Linked DNA regions of Zea mays: region 1 is linked to region 2. A link is a contact called in public Hi-C data. All regions are on one chromosome and are shown on one strand. Each heading gives the region's core, a stretch centred on a gene start, on an enhancer-like site or on the middle of the called end of the contact. The rest is flanking DNA. Distances are from core to core; before and after follow the strand shown. Region 1 holds the start of LOC103636511. Region 2 holds the start of LOC100280258.

What was found. Hi-C and Micro-C count contacts between places; a contact is called where the count stands out from the background.
Region 1: a Hi-C map of leaf shows a contact between it and region 2, with 1.9 times the contacts expected there. The contact joins the promoter of LOC103636511 here to the promoter of LOC100280258 in region 2. A contact is called at or near these places in 2 of 25 Hi-C or Micro-C datasets (leaf and seedling).

Annotation. Positions count from the first base shown.
Region 1 is chr8:175,396,017-175,402,778 of Zm-B73-REFERENCE-NAM-5.0, reverse strand. It overlaps LOC103636511, which reads right to left and starts at 2,880. Exons shown (of 2, transcript XM_008658853.4): 1 at 2,706-2,880; 2 at 1,960-2,704. The coding sequence starts at 2,747. The coding sequence ends at 2,384.
Region 2 is chr8:175,251,683-175,258,662 of Zm-B73-REFERENCE-NAM-5.0, reverse strand. It overlaps LOC100280258, which reads left to right and starts at 1,525. Exons shown (of 6, transcript NM_001153186.1): 1 at 1,525-1,717; 2 at 1,876-2,027; 3 at 2,501-2,745; 4 at 2,846-2,974; 5 at 3,341-4,321; 6 at 4,411-4,806. The coding sequence starts at 1,601. The coding sequence ends at 4,541.

The DNA of each region.
Region 1 (6,762 bases), core at 1,631-4,130, 140 kb before region 2:
TGGGGAGCGAGGACTCTCGCTCCACCTCCATTGGCGGATCGCAGGACCACTGGTGTGGTGCAGCTGATGATCCTGCGCTGCATGCAATGCAAGCGTTAGTAGCATAGCATGGCAGCGAGCATGGGTCCGTCCCTGGCATCTTCAGCATCGATGGATCGCTGAAACAAACCCGCTCCGACGTAAGAGGAGCAGCGTGTTAGTTTAAAGGGCGAGATGCAGAGCAAGAGGAAGCATGGGCAGGGGAATATGCGTGGCAGGAATGCAAAACTGGTGCCGTCAGTCATGCTAGCACTAGTAGGCCAGAGCTAGGCCTCCAAACCCAAAGAATGCATCCCTCCTGTCAATTGACAGAGGTCATTGCAGAGGATGGATGGTGATGATGATGCTTAGCTTACTAGAATACTCTGGTTAATACTGGTGCACTGCTCTGGATGAACAGTGGGTTGGCATGCTCGTAGTCTTAGTTGTAGTCGTAGTAGACGACTGTAAAACAGCCTCTGCTGGTGTATGTATATGTATCGTATCTAGATAGACGCGGCAGATGTCTGACTATAGATGGCCATTTGGCACTAACACGATGGGCCGGCCCAGGCACGACACGAAAAAGCACGGTTCAGGCACGACCCGGCCCGGTTAGTATAGTACCAGTGCCTGGCACGGCACGGCTATAGTGCCGGGCCTGGGCCACTATCTCGACCCGTAGTGCTGGCACGGGCACGACACGGTTACATTTTTTATTTTAAAAATAATAGTTTACATATATTAAGTATAAGAATTCAACATATAACACAATAAAACTACATCTGCACTGGTTAGATGGATGCGTTTAAGCCTCTTATGAACTAGGTTGTGTGAGTTCAAACCCCCAAAACTGCACATTTTTTGCTAAATTATACAATATAATCAGATGGACCATAGTGCCACCGGGCCGGCCCGGCACGACTAGCAGGCTGACGGGCCGTGCCTGGGCCGCGGCAGCGGCACGCCGGCCCATCTGGCACGGCACGATTCGGTAGCCGGGCCTGGCGGGACGTGCCGACCACGGGTCGGGCCGGGCTGGCCCGTTTGGCCATCTATATGTCTGACGCCTGACCTGAGAGAGATTGCAAGTACGCTGTGCAAGCACTCACAAACACAGACTGGATGGATTTTTGGCGCTGCGCAAAAAACACAGCTTTTCTAATCTCATTGTCCCTTCTTGTAGGAAGAAAAAACGAATGGTGCAAAACAATATTTTACATTGTGAAGAAGTTTGAAAATGAGAGATGAGAATGAGTAAAATGATGGATATAGCCTTACAAAATAAATTTTCTAAGCAATACCAAATTTGGGTGATTTCAAAGTGAGAGAGTAAACATGCATTGCTCTGGTGTGATTGTGTGAAGCATGAAACACCCTCTAATTGTCAAATAGATTGTCTAGTTCACCTTGCCTCCATATGCGTCTACAGTGGCGAGAGTAGTATGGCAAAACACCCTCTTCGGCCTTGACTACTACATAATGCAATTATGGTAAGTCCAGGTGATTATCATCCGTAAAACCCTGCCAGTGACTCAGTATCAAGGTTAAAAACTAAGAGAACATATCTAATGCACATGGAAGATTGGTGCACATGGTGCACATATTAAATCATCACCACTCATTTTAGATCTAACGTCTCTAGTTGTTTGGTATATTTTGCTAAGGACACCCTCCAACGTGGTGGTGTGTAATGGTGGAAGGTGTTATTTGTAAATTGAATGATCAACTAGAGACATTAGATTTAAAATGAGTGATGGTGATTTAATATGTGCACCATGTGCACCAATCCTCCATGTGCACCAGATATGTCCTCAAAAACTAAAGTAGCTGTAACGTGGTGATCGCTGATCCGACACATGCATTTGGCAGTGAGAAGCTAACTGGTGATAATTTTCTGGACCGCTTTTCAGGATTATTACGGACTGCAGGCGGAAATTGTAAAGAAATAGCAGAGCAACAGTTGATTCGGTCTCCGATGAGGAACGACCGCACGGCATCGAGGAGGCGCAAGACAGGGGGCGCAGAGGCACCAGCAACTAGCTAAACAGCTCAGGTTCCTGTATACTAGAAACTAGATGCTCGCATTACATCGGAACAGCGCGGCGCCGTGATCATCTAGCCTGCATAGCTCTCTCTCTGCTCCTGCAACGGCTAAAAGAACAAGAGCACAAAGCAGGAGAAAAAGAAAGAAAGATCCTCTCTTTACACAAGGTTCTTGGTTCCTGGTTAAAAGAGGAGACGGATCGAGCATCTTCTTGGACCTGCTCGGCTGCTGCCTGCTGCTGCTCCTCCTCCTTTCGTCTCAGCTTGCTTGCATCCTGCATGCGGCGCCGCAACCTCTGCCAGTCGTAGGACTCGGGACTCAGGCGTACTCGCGCTCGCGCCAGCACACCAGCATCGTGACGCACCGGCGCATGATGTAGAACCGCGCGCGCTGCTGCTTGACGAGCCGCGCGCACCGCCCGGAGAAGGACCCGCCCTTGCCGCTGCCGTCGGCGCGCACGCCCATGCCCCCCTTGCCGCCGCCGCCGCTCCTCTTTTTGAACAGCCTGCACGGCTTCTCCTCGGCTGCTGCAAAGAGCTCCATGGATGGATGGATGGATGGATGGCGTCCCTTCTCGCTAGGCGAAGAGGATGGTGATAGGCAGTAGAGTGAGTGAGTTGCGTGTGTTGATCTGCGGTTGGTCTTGTATGTGGAGGAAGGGCATAGCATAGCATAGCTGCATAGCCGGTTGGTTATGTAGTGGAGGCTGCTGCTACTGGTGCGTGGTTGTAGCCTCTCCCTCCCCCACCCCCACACGCTTGCCACTTGAGGTTTTGTTTGGATATTGTTCGAATCCCTCGCTGAAATCATGTACTCCTTATCCAGCGATAAATAAAAAGAAACAGAGAGAGTATTAGGTACTTCTATTAAAATTTACTTGGACTTTTATTTTAATTCATACCAATCTAATATTAATTAATGCGAATCTGATTAAATCTCGATAAGACCTTAATGTCTTCTATGTGTGGTATATACAGAGTTTTTGCTGTTCGGAGTTCACGGTCGTTTTTCATTTTCAATATCCGCAGTGCAGCCTTTCTGACCTCGGCGGTGCGCTGTTTGCTCCTCTTCCTCCCCATGGGGGGACATTTTTTCTCGCCTTGGTTGTCTTCTCTTGTTTCTTTTTTCGCGAATGCGTGGACTTGGAGGAGCATACAAACTGTTGGAGTAATGACAAAGCCTGCAGATTTAGGTCACCGTCACTCCCGATTTTTTTTTGTACTCCACGTGTTCCCTGAAGAATAATGTGTGCTGCAAGTAGTTAATATTTGATTAATTTTTTAGCCAATATTGTAATCCTAACTAATTTATTGTAAATATATATTTCATAGTTAATCTATATTTAATATTATAAATATTGATATCTTTAATATTAGAGAGAAAAAAAATATTTTTTAAGGGAGTGATTGGGTGAAGGTTCTTTATGTTTGCTTTCATTCAAAAGTGATCAATTCATGATAACTTCCTCTATGTCCAGAAGGTAATTAAAAAACTTCACAAGAGCAAACAGGCAGCTCTACGTCAAGCTAGACATATCAAAAGCTTTCGATTCTCTTAATTGGGCATATCTCCTAGATGTCCTAAGAGCTCTCGGCTTCACCCAAAAGTGGAGAGATTGGATAGCCACCATCCTTGGTTCATCTTCTTCCAAAATCATTATTAATGGTCAACAAACTGAAGCAATCAAGCACATGCGAGGGGTGCGTCAGGGAGACCCACTATCGCCTTTTCTTTTCATTCTCGCAATAGACCTCCTTCAGCGTATGATTGAAATGGCAGCTCATGAGGGGCTCTTGGGCGGGGTATTACCCAATGGGGCGAAGTTTCGTTGTTCTCTATATGCAGATGATGTGGGGGTGTTTGTTAAAGCAGATAAAATAGACCTCAAAGTTCTGAAAAGAATTCTGGAAGCTTTCAAAGGTTGTTCGGGTCTAAAGATCAATTTTGAAAAACGAAAATTTTCCCGATACGTTATCTAGAATGGCCAAATTTAGTGGAAGTTTTTCCTGGCAAGTACTCTAAATTCCCTGGAAAGTATCTCGGACTACCTCTACACTTCAGGAATATAAAAAGAATTGAAATCCAGCCTATAATAGAGAAAATCAATAAAAGGCTAGTCAGCTGGAAAGGTAGACTTCTTTCAAAGGCAGGTAGGAAAACCTTGGTTAAATCTGTGTTGACCGCGCAACCGCCAACCGATTTATCTACTAAATGTTTTCCCAGCTCAGAAATGGTTACTTAAAAGGATTGACAAGATCAGGAAAAAATTCCTTTGGAAAGGAGAAAATATGGATTCATGTAAAGGGGGTAATTGTATGATGAATTGGGCCACAACTTGTTTACCAAAGAATAAGGGGGTCTAGGCATCCTTGATCTAGAGCACTTTGCAAGAGCGTTAAGACTTCGATGGTTGTGGCTTCGGTGGACGGATAAAGATAAAGCATGTACTCGCTTGCAACTCCCTTGTGATAAAGCAGATGTCGATCTATTCAATGCATCCACAACTATAACAATTGGAAACGGCAAAATGACTGATTTCTGGAGATCGAGTTGGATTCGGGGTCGGGCGCCAAGGAACATTGCACCAACCTTATACATGAAAGCAAAGAGGAAGAATATCTCGGTGTGCCAAGCCCTTAGAAACAATCGCTGGATGCACTTCTGCTCTCCTTACATACAAGATGATGAAATAAAAGAATTCATCTCCCTCTGGCAAGGTATCAATAGCATACATAAAATCAATGATCTCGATGATACTATTTTATGGTGGTGGACAGCGAATGGGAAATACAGCTCAAGCAGCGCATACAAAATTCAGTTCACGATGATTTTTTGTAAAATCAAAATATGTCCTATCTAGAAGGCGAGAACTGAGCCCAAATGACACTTCTTCGCATGGACCCTGTTGCTTAACAGAATTCTGACTACGGACAATCTCCAAAAGCGGGGATGGCCTTGCAATCTAATTTGCTGTCTTTACAACTTATCACAGGAAACTATGGCCCATTTATGTAAAGACTGCTCGTTTTCTGCAGAGGTGTGGGGCAGGATCCTTTCTTGGGCCAATCTATCCTTTCTAAGTGGCATTTCTAGCATGGGATCGTTGTACGATTGGTGGAAAAGATTAAGGAGTCGTTGCTGCAAGGAGTCAAAGAAGATTTTCGATGGGCTTCTCATCTGCTTCTGATGGAATATATGGTTGGAAAGAAATAACAGAATTTTCTAGGGACAGCAAAGATGTACGGTCCAAGTTGCACAATTAGTGAAAGATTAAGTTAGGAGTTTTTAGTATATCTTAGATAAATCAGTGGGTGGTGGTTTTGTACTTTAGTTTCTCTGTTTTGTTTTTTTCTCTTTTTTTTGTTTTTTCCGGTGTGTTTTCGGTCTTGTGGATTCTCTTTTTTTTTCTCTTCTAATATATTGAACATGCAAGTTTTTTTGCCGCTTCCTTAAAAAACAACAGCAGGGATAGAACAGTAAACTTGACTAGCGAAGCGCGGAAGCTACAGACGCATGACAAGCTCATATCTCATATGCATGCAATGCAGCATGCAGATATTCAAAGTTTCAGACACTGCAAGCGCAAGCAGCAGCCAGACACCTCGCAGGCCCCACACGCACACGGAGACGCACGGCACCGGCAATGCAGTCTATGCAGAACTGTGTCCGTCGCCGGCCGGCCGGCCGTCCCCGCCCCCGGCCCCTGTGGCCCGTTCCCGTGCGGGAGGTCAAAAGCTCGCCGAGCACCAAAGCCTTTGGCTGGAAAATGGGTAAAGGTAAAGCCGCGCAGCGCAGGTTGGTGCGGTCGCTTCTCCCTTGAGCGCCGGCGGTACTCTCGTGGTGGTGGTGGCAGTGCCAATGCAATGCGTGGGGCGGCGGTCCGCAGCCGAGCCGAGTGACGTCAGATTCTGGCGCGGTGGACTGGCACGGTGGTGTACGTGTACCGACCGGGCGGAGCGGTTCCCATCCCAGCGGCGGCAGCAGCAGCACCAGCTGCCGTGCTCGCTCGGCTACAGGCGCCGGCAGAGGCGCAGTCCTCGCTCTCCGCCACGGGAAGGCGGCGATGGACGGGCGGTGGGCCAACCTGGCCACAGCTAGCGCAGCCCGGCTGGGGCCCTCGCGCTACATGACGCCGTCGCCGTCCGAGTCAAAAACAACAGCGTACCCGCCGCGCCGTATCGAGATCGAGACTCGAGAGTAACGGCGCCAACACGCCCATGGCCGATGAGTTTTTGGCAGCTATCAGCCGTTTTCTCTCCGGTCTGCAAGAAGAAGAGAGGGAGCTGCATGAGGCACAGCTTCTGGCTGCCATGTTGTGAATGTGATGCTGGTGAGATCCGGAGGCGCTTGCCGTTGCCGAGACATGAGATGATCATTGATTAAAGCCAAGCCAGATTGGGCCAAACGGGCATGATGGTTTGCTGGAGTGGACAGGTCAAAGATGGAACATGCATGGCCCTCTTTCCTTTCCTTTTTTCAGTGGAAGCAAGGACAGATACTGTCCAACATACATTTTGATTTGCCAAAAAAATGTCGTTAGTTGCTTCCGGTCGGAGACTGCTCTTCCAGATGGTTGCTGAGATGTCCGTCTCTAATTCTCTATCCCTGTCGAGGCCCAGTTTGGATGCAATGAGCTAAACTTTTGTCCCATCAAATGCTCTCCTGAAGCTCTAGCAGCAACCAAGTCACAGTTGGGT
Region 2 (6,980 bases), core at 276-2,775:
ACATTTAAACCGGGCCTTAATATCTAACAAGAAAAAAAATCCCTCCTCCCAAGAGTTATTATTGGTGGGCCCCGTGAATCGTGCATTGTCTGTGTGATGTTTTGATTAAGCCGCAGAACCTAACTAGGAAGTAACATTCGTGGATATCATCTAAAAGGCCTTCTTATTTTATTTCTTGGTGCATGCGAAAATCTAGGTGGCACTGTCAAAATGCAGGAAAACATGTTATTTTTCAACGTCAAGGTCTGTGCGCAATCAATTTTGCTTTATTAAGTGTGAAGGGTGATATGCGATATATTTCCACATGCGGTTTCTTAAGCAAACCGCCAATACTAAATGACATTTACACTGACGATTTGCTTAAGAAAACCGCCAGTGATAATATTATCAGCACTGGCGGTTTTCTTAAGTAACCGTATGTGAAAACATCATTTTCACATGCGGTCTTTTTAAGACACCGCCAACATGCGGTTTCTTAAGCAAACCGTCAGTGCTAATGATGTTTACACTAGCTGACTGCTAAAGAAAACCGTCAGTGATAATGTTATTTACGCTGGCAAACAACCGCATGTGAAAAAGGCCGATTTCTACTGGCCTCTAACACTGGCGGCACTGAAAAACGATAGTGCAAATAGCTCTAGGACCGTCACTATAGAGCTTCTGTGTACTAGTGATACATATTATTTGCTTCAAAAACAAGATTTGCAATCGCTTGTAGATCATGTATTATCTGTAGATTTTGACACTTCTCTTCACTGATTTTAGTCAGGTGCCAAAACCAGCGAGTACGGACGGGTTAGGACCAATGAACCATATCCATCAACACATTCAATTGTCAAGATCTTTCGAGAGACATGTATGCAGAGCAAGCTGTTTGAATTCGGGGGGAATTCCGCGAGAAGATTTGTCACTATTTTTTTTAGATTTAACAGGTGGGAGTGGGGTATCGCGCGCGACGTGATTTCCTTCATCACTGGTTCACTACCAATCAAGGGAGACGACGGTTTTCTACTCTTCGTGCGTACAGTTTACCTTCCAGTTTTCGACGAACTTTTTGCACCAGAAAAACGTATGTGACGGCATGCAGAATCGCGAAAACTAAACTAGCAGCGATCCAGTAGTGGTGCATGCATGCATGGTCAAAAAGAGATGAATCGATCGTCGTTGCCGCATACGTTGGCCACACTCCGAAGCTAGAGCCCTCCAGCTATAGCTCGACCGGAGCAGCTCGCCTGCCTGCCTGCCCTTGATCGTTCATCTACCGAATCACTCACACACCGAACTGCATAGTCCTGCCCAAGCTGCGTCGTTCCTGTCGACCACGCAGAAAGCCTAAGAAAATGGCGGTGGTAGGTAGTTGACATATGTACTGCTAACTAGCGCTGCTGCCTATACGTCGCGCTATATATGGAGAGGAGGGGACCCTATTGGCTGTCCCAACACACACATCGTTCTTCTTCTTCTTCCTCCGTCTCTTCGATCGCCTGGCCGGCCGTGTCGTCCCCCCTCTACTAGACCTCAAGAGCAACTCTGGATAGCTGCTTATCGGAGCCTAGAGCTAGAGGTTGAACCAGTCCATCATCAACTAGCGTGGCCGGCCATGGCGATCTCCTCTGCTCTTCCATGCTCCTCCCTCCTCATGGCGGCTGCCCAACTGATGCTCCTCGCCTCCGTTGTCGTCCAAGTGCAAGGCATCACGAGGCACTACGACTTCAATGTACGTTGTCTTCGATCGAGCTAGTTCCACAACATGCATGTCTATGTGTATCATTCATGCTACCTACTCTACTTGTCAACTTGTGCATAAAATGCATGGACGCATATGCATGCAGCATGTGCCTACATTATAATTCGCATGTATGTATGCATGCGCAGGTGACCATGGCGAACGTGACGCGGCTGTGCGCCACCAAGAGCATCGTCACGGTGAACGGGCAGTTCCCCGGCCCCAAGATCGTCGCGAGGGAAGGCGACCGCCTCATCATCCGCGTCACCAACCAGGCCCAGCACAACATCTCGCTGCACTGGTAAAGTGATCTGATCGTACTCGCTTACCGCCTCCCTCCGCCCGGTGTCCGGCCGGGCCATGCAAGTCAAAATTTAAGTGCGCGCGTTGGTGCACCATACGTACCACCCACTTGTAAATTGTAATTAGCACCGCGCAACATATACACACACACCAGCAGCAGAAGCTCGTTAATTAATCCGAATCATCATTTCGTTACGTAGCATATTATATACTATAATAATATTAGGGAAATTTGGATCCATACCATTAAAAGATCACCACTTTGGATCCATACCATTGCTATCTCATTTACATGTGGGTTCACATGAGTCAATGACATGCGGGGTCCATGGTATATATCTAAAGTTTGGATCTTTTAATGGTATATATCCAATTGTTCCATAATATTATTATAATGTGCCTCTGATCGAATGAACATCGAACACGTACGGTTGCTGATGAAGCTGACTGCTAGCTGCTGCATGCATGCAGGCACGGTATCCGGCAGCTGCGCACGGGGTGGGCGGACGGGCCGGCGTACATCACGCAGTGCCCGATCCAGACGGGGCAGAGCTACGTGTACAACTACACCGTCGCCGGGCAGCGCGGCACGCTGTGGTGGCACGCGCACATCTCCTGGCTGCGCGCCACCGTCTACGGGCCCCTCGTCGTCCTGCCCAGGCCCGGCGTCCCCTACCCGTTCCCGGCGCCGTACAAGGAGGTCCCCGTCATCTTCGGTGAGTAGCCCCGGCGCGCGCGAGCGACGGCGGAGCGACCGCTCGCGTCGCTGCCTCGCTGGGTTGCTGGCCTGTGTGCTGATTCTGTGCGCCGTGGTAGGTGAGTGGTGGCTGGCGGACACGGAGGTGGTGGTCGAGCAGGCGCTCCAGCTCGGCGCTGGCCCGAACGTCTCCGACGCCCACACCATCAACGGCCTGCCAGGACCGCTCTACAATTGCTCTGCCAAAGGTGCTTTCTTTCTCCTAACTTCTTTTTTTGTTTGGATTAGTCGCAAGCACACATAAAGGTCTACACCCACACGCGGATGAGGTGTTCAAATCACAAAAGGAAGGTAGCTATGGCGCCATTGTGGGAATGTTCGCACAGCGTCGCTGTCATATATGGGATCCAACTCGTATTTGACCGAACACATCCGGCTACACAAAAAAACGTAGCATACGTACCGGCAGCGTGGGTCCAACGGGGCCGGTGTTACGTAAACAAAAATATTAGTTACGCATCCAGATCCAGATAGGTGCGCTTTCCCATTCCGTCGAACGCCGTCGATGTCTATCTATCGCCAAACGTTCCACCCACTAAATGTGTGGCATGCAGACACGTACAAGCTGAAGGTGAAGCCAGGGAAGACGTACATGCTCCGCCTCATCAACGCGGCGCTCAACGACGAGCTCTTCTTCTCCGTCGCCAACCACTCGCTCACCGTCGTCGAGGTCGACGCCGTCTACGTCAAGCCCTTCACCGTCGACACCCTGCCCATCGCCCCGGGCCAGACCACCAACGTGCTCCTCGCAGCCAAGCCCTTCTACCCGGGCGCCAACTACTACATGTCCGCCAAGCCCTACTCCACCGCCAGGCCGGCCACCTTCGACAACACCACCGTCGCCGGCATCCTCGAGTACGAGTACCCCGACGCGCCATCCTCCTCCGCGGCGAGCTTCGACAAGGCCCTGCCGCTCCACAGGCCGACCCTGCCGCAGCTGAACGACACCAGCTTCGTCGGCAACTTCACGGCCAAGCTCCGCAGCCTCGCGACGCCGCAGTACCCGGCGGCCGTGCCGCGGACGGTGGACAGAGCGTTCTTCTTCACGGTGGGGCTCGGCACGCACCCGTGCCCCGGGAACGCCACGTGCCTGGGCCCCACCAACACGACGCAGTTCGCGGCGGCCGTGAACAACGTCTCCTTCGTGCTCCCGACCAGGGCGCTCCTGCACTCGCACTTCGCCGGCCTGTCCAGCGGCGTCTACTCGTCGGACTTCCCCGTCGCGCCCCTCACGCCGTTCAACTACACGGGGACGCCGCCAAACAACACCAACGTGGCCAGCGGGACCAAGCTGATGGTCGTCCCGTACGGCGCCAACGTGGAGCTGGTGTTGCAGGGCACCAGCATCCTCGGCGTCGAGAGCCACCCGCTGCACCTGCACGGCTTCAACTTCTTCGTCGTCGGCCAAGGCTACGGCAACTACGACCCGGTGAACGACCCGCCCAAGTTCAACCTCGTCGACCCCGTCGAGCGGAACACCGTCGGCGTGCCAGCCGGCGGCTGGGTGGCCATCCGCTTCCTTGCCGACAACCCCGGTAATTAAGATTCATTCTGATCGGTTAACATACCCTCTGCAGGCGTGCCTTTATCTTACACACGTGCGTGCTTTATGAATGTGATGCAGGGGTATGGTTCATGCACTGTCACTTGGAGGTGCACACAACATGGGGCCTCAGGATGGCATGGTTGGTGCTCGACGGCAGCCTCCCGCACCAGAAGCTGCTCCCACCGCCGTCCGATCTTCCCAAATGTTGATTAGACTCCCCTCTATATATCCTGTGCTGGTCGCTTCAAAGGGAACTGTGAATTAGACTTGATCACAATGTTGATTTTTTTGTTTACTTTCTTCATTGCCAATTGCAATTCTTTCAACTTCCATTTTAACTAGTCCGTTCTATTCCCATCTGACCTGGACTTTTTGTAATTTTTTCTTCCATTTGCTTACCACCCTGTAATGATAAATGTGTTTGGTACACTATTTTGAGAACAACGAATGGCGCGGCTTGCACCAGAGATCCATAAAATTTCATCTGTGTGTCTGCATTGTTCCACGTTATTTATTTCCGGATGGCTTCTCTAAGGTAGAAGTGAAAAGTGTTATTTAAGGAAGAAAAGAACATTGGTGTCGTTTGGTTCACATATTTGTAACGTAATGGGTAACTGATAACGTTAAATCATGTTTGTTTTAGTTCAACCGTAATTAAATACCACACTAAAAATTGATACCAGCTTATTCAAACTTGTTAACGCCAGTAATCGAGCGTAAACCATTACCATTACCATTTGCGTTACATTTCTTGAACCAAACGACACCACTCATCAATGACTACATTATTATTATTATTATTATTATTATTATTATTATTATTATTATTATTATTATTATTATTATTATTATTATTATTATTATTATTATTATTATTATTATTATTATTATTATTATTATTATCAAACTTTTGAAAGGTGTGCTAATGACATTTCAAGGATGTAATATAGAAAATGACTCATTTTATAATTTTGCAAATTTTCTATGAAGGTGTGAAATATAGTTAAGTAAAAGCGTACAACCAGGCAATGGATTATCGGGTGGTCAAGCCACTCACCTATTGCGGGTCCGAAGTATAACATTATCAATTTGGAATACTTGTTAACACGATGTGAATATCGACAGATAAAAAAGTTGGAAGTCGATATAGTGATTTTCCTGCTGCAAAAAGTATGCAAACAATCAGTTTGTGAATTGGAAAATAGTTATTAACACGCGGAACCAATAGATGCATGCAACGAAAGCAACTCCTTGCAGAGGAAAACCGACAGTAGTATGATAATCCAGTAATCCACCTCCCTTACAACAAGCTAAATACTGTTGCCACCTTTATACTTTCGTAATAATATGGCACGCAAATCAACATCTGCGAGACCAACAGAAAGAGAATAATGAACATAAACATCATAAATTTAACACCTACGTCACCCAAAAGATGGTACGTAGCACCATAAAATTTCATCGCTAATGAAAGGGAAGAACCAGACACTCAACCAGAGGGGTTGAAAGCACAAAGGTCCTCACGGTTTGGTGAATAATGGCAACTAACATATATTTTACTGAGCCAAATTTAAGTTAGGCCACAATGATAGAAATTGTTTTGGGCAAACTATGGTTCCTATGCCCCTATTTATAGATTTTGTTACAGTTTTGAAAGGATTGAAGACAAGGTTAAGAATGAACTATTTCTAAGTATCGTTTTGAGTTGAGAGACACTTAGAATAGTTTAGTACTACGTTTTCCCCTTAATCATACTATAAAAAGGGGTATGAACTAGTAGTTTGATCTAGATAAGTCTAATAAGTTTAGTGTGGTGTACACTAGTTGTCTTTATCTACAGGTGGCTTAGGAGAGGCCCAAAAGAAGGATCAAACCCTATTTTCAAATATTTGAATTTGGACAAGTTTAAGAGATTTTCAAGGCATTAAACCTAGTGTTTCATGATTGTAATACCATAGTGGATCGGTCTGATGCCTCCATGTAGACCACCCGAGAACACTTGATCATCGGACCATATGAATAATACCTTGTCAACCAATATGTTAGCTCCAACGGTCTGTGAAATCATATCAAAGAGTTCTAAGGGGCGTTGGACTAGTCTGATGGTATGTAACAGACCATACGACAACATTATTATGGTTATCACACCCAATTTCAGAGAAGACAAATTGAATGTGACCCATGCACGTACTAGGATCGAAATCACGTGCATAGTGATTACATAAATATCATATCATAACATAGTGCATGAATATAATAAGTATTTAACCTTATTGCAAACAAAGACATAAATATAACATTATTCTACAATATTATGTTATAATGTTAAAACATAAACTATGGAAACAAAAGGTAGCACGACCCTCCATAAGCATCTGAATAGGGGAGATCGCTGGCCTAGTATTTATACTCATCGAAGCCTTAGAACTCCTAAAGATTTGTATCAACAACTTCGCCTAAGCAGTGGTTGCATTGAGGGCTACCGTTGTTTGTGTGAAAGCAAGAGTATATAGCGTACTCCACAAGTGTCCTGTTTGGCTAAGGTGGACTAGCTTTATGAAGAGTTAGATCGCTAGCGATTGCTTTTAGACAGTCATGTATCTATTAACACTAAATTAGCTTAGCATCACTCCATACTTATTAACCTT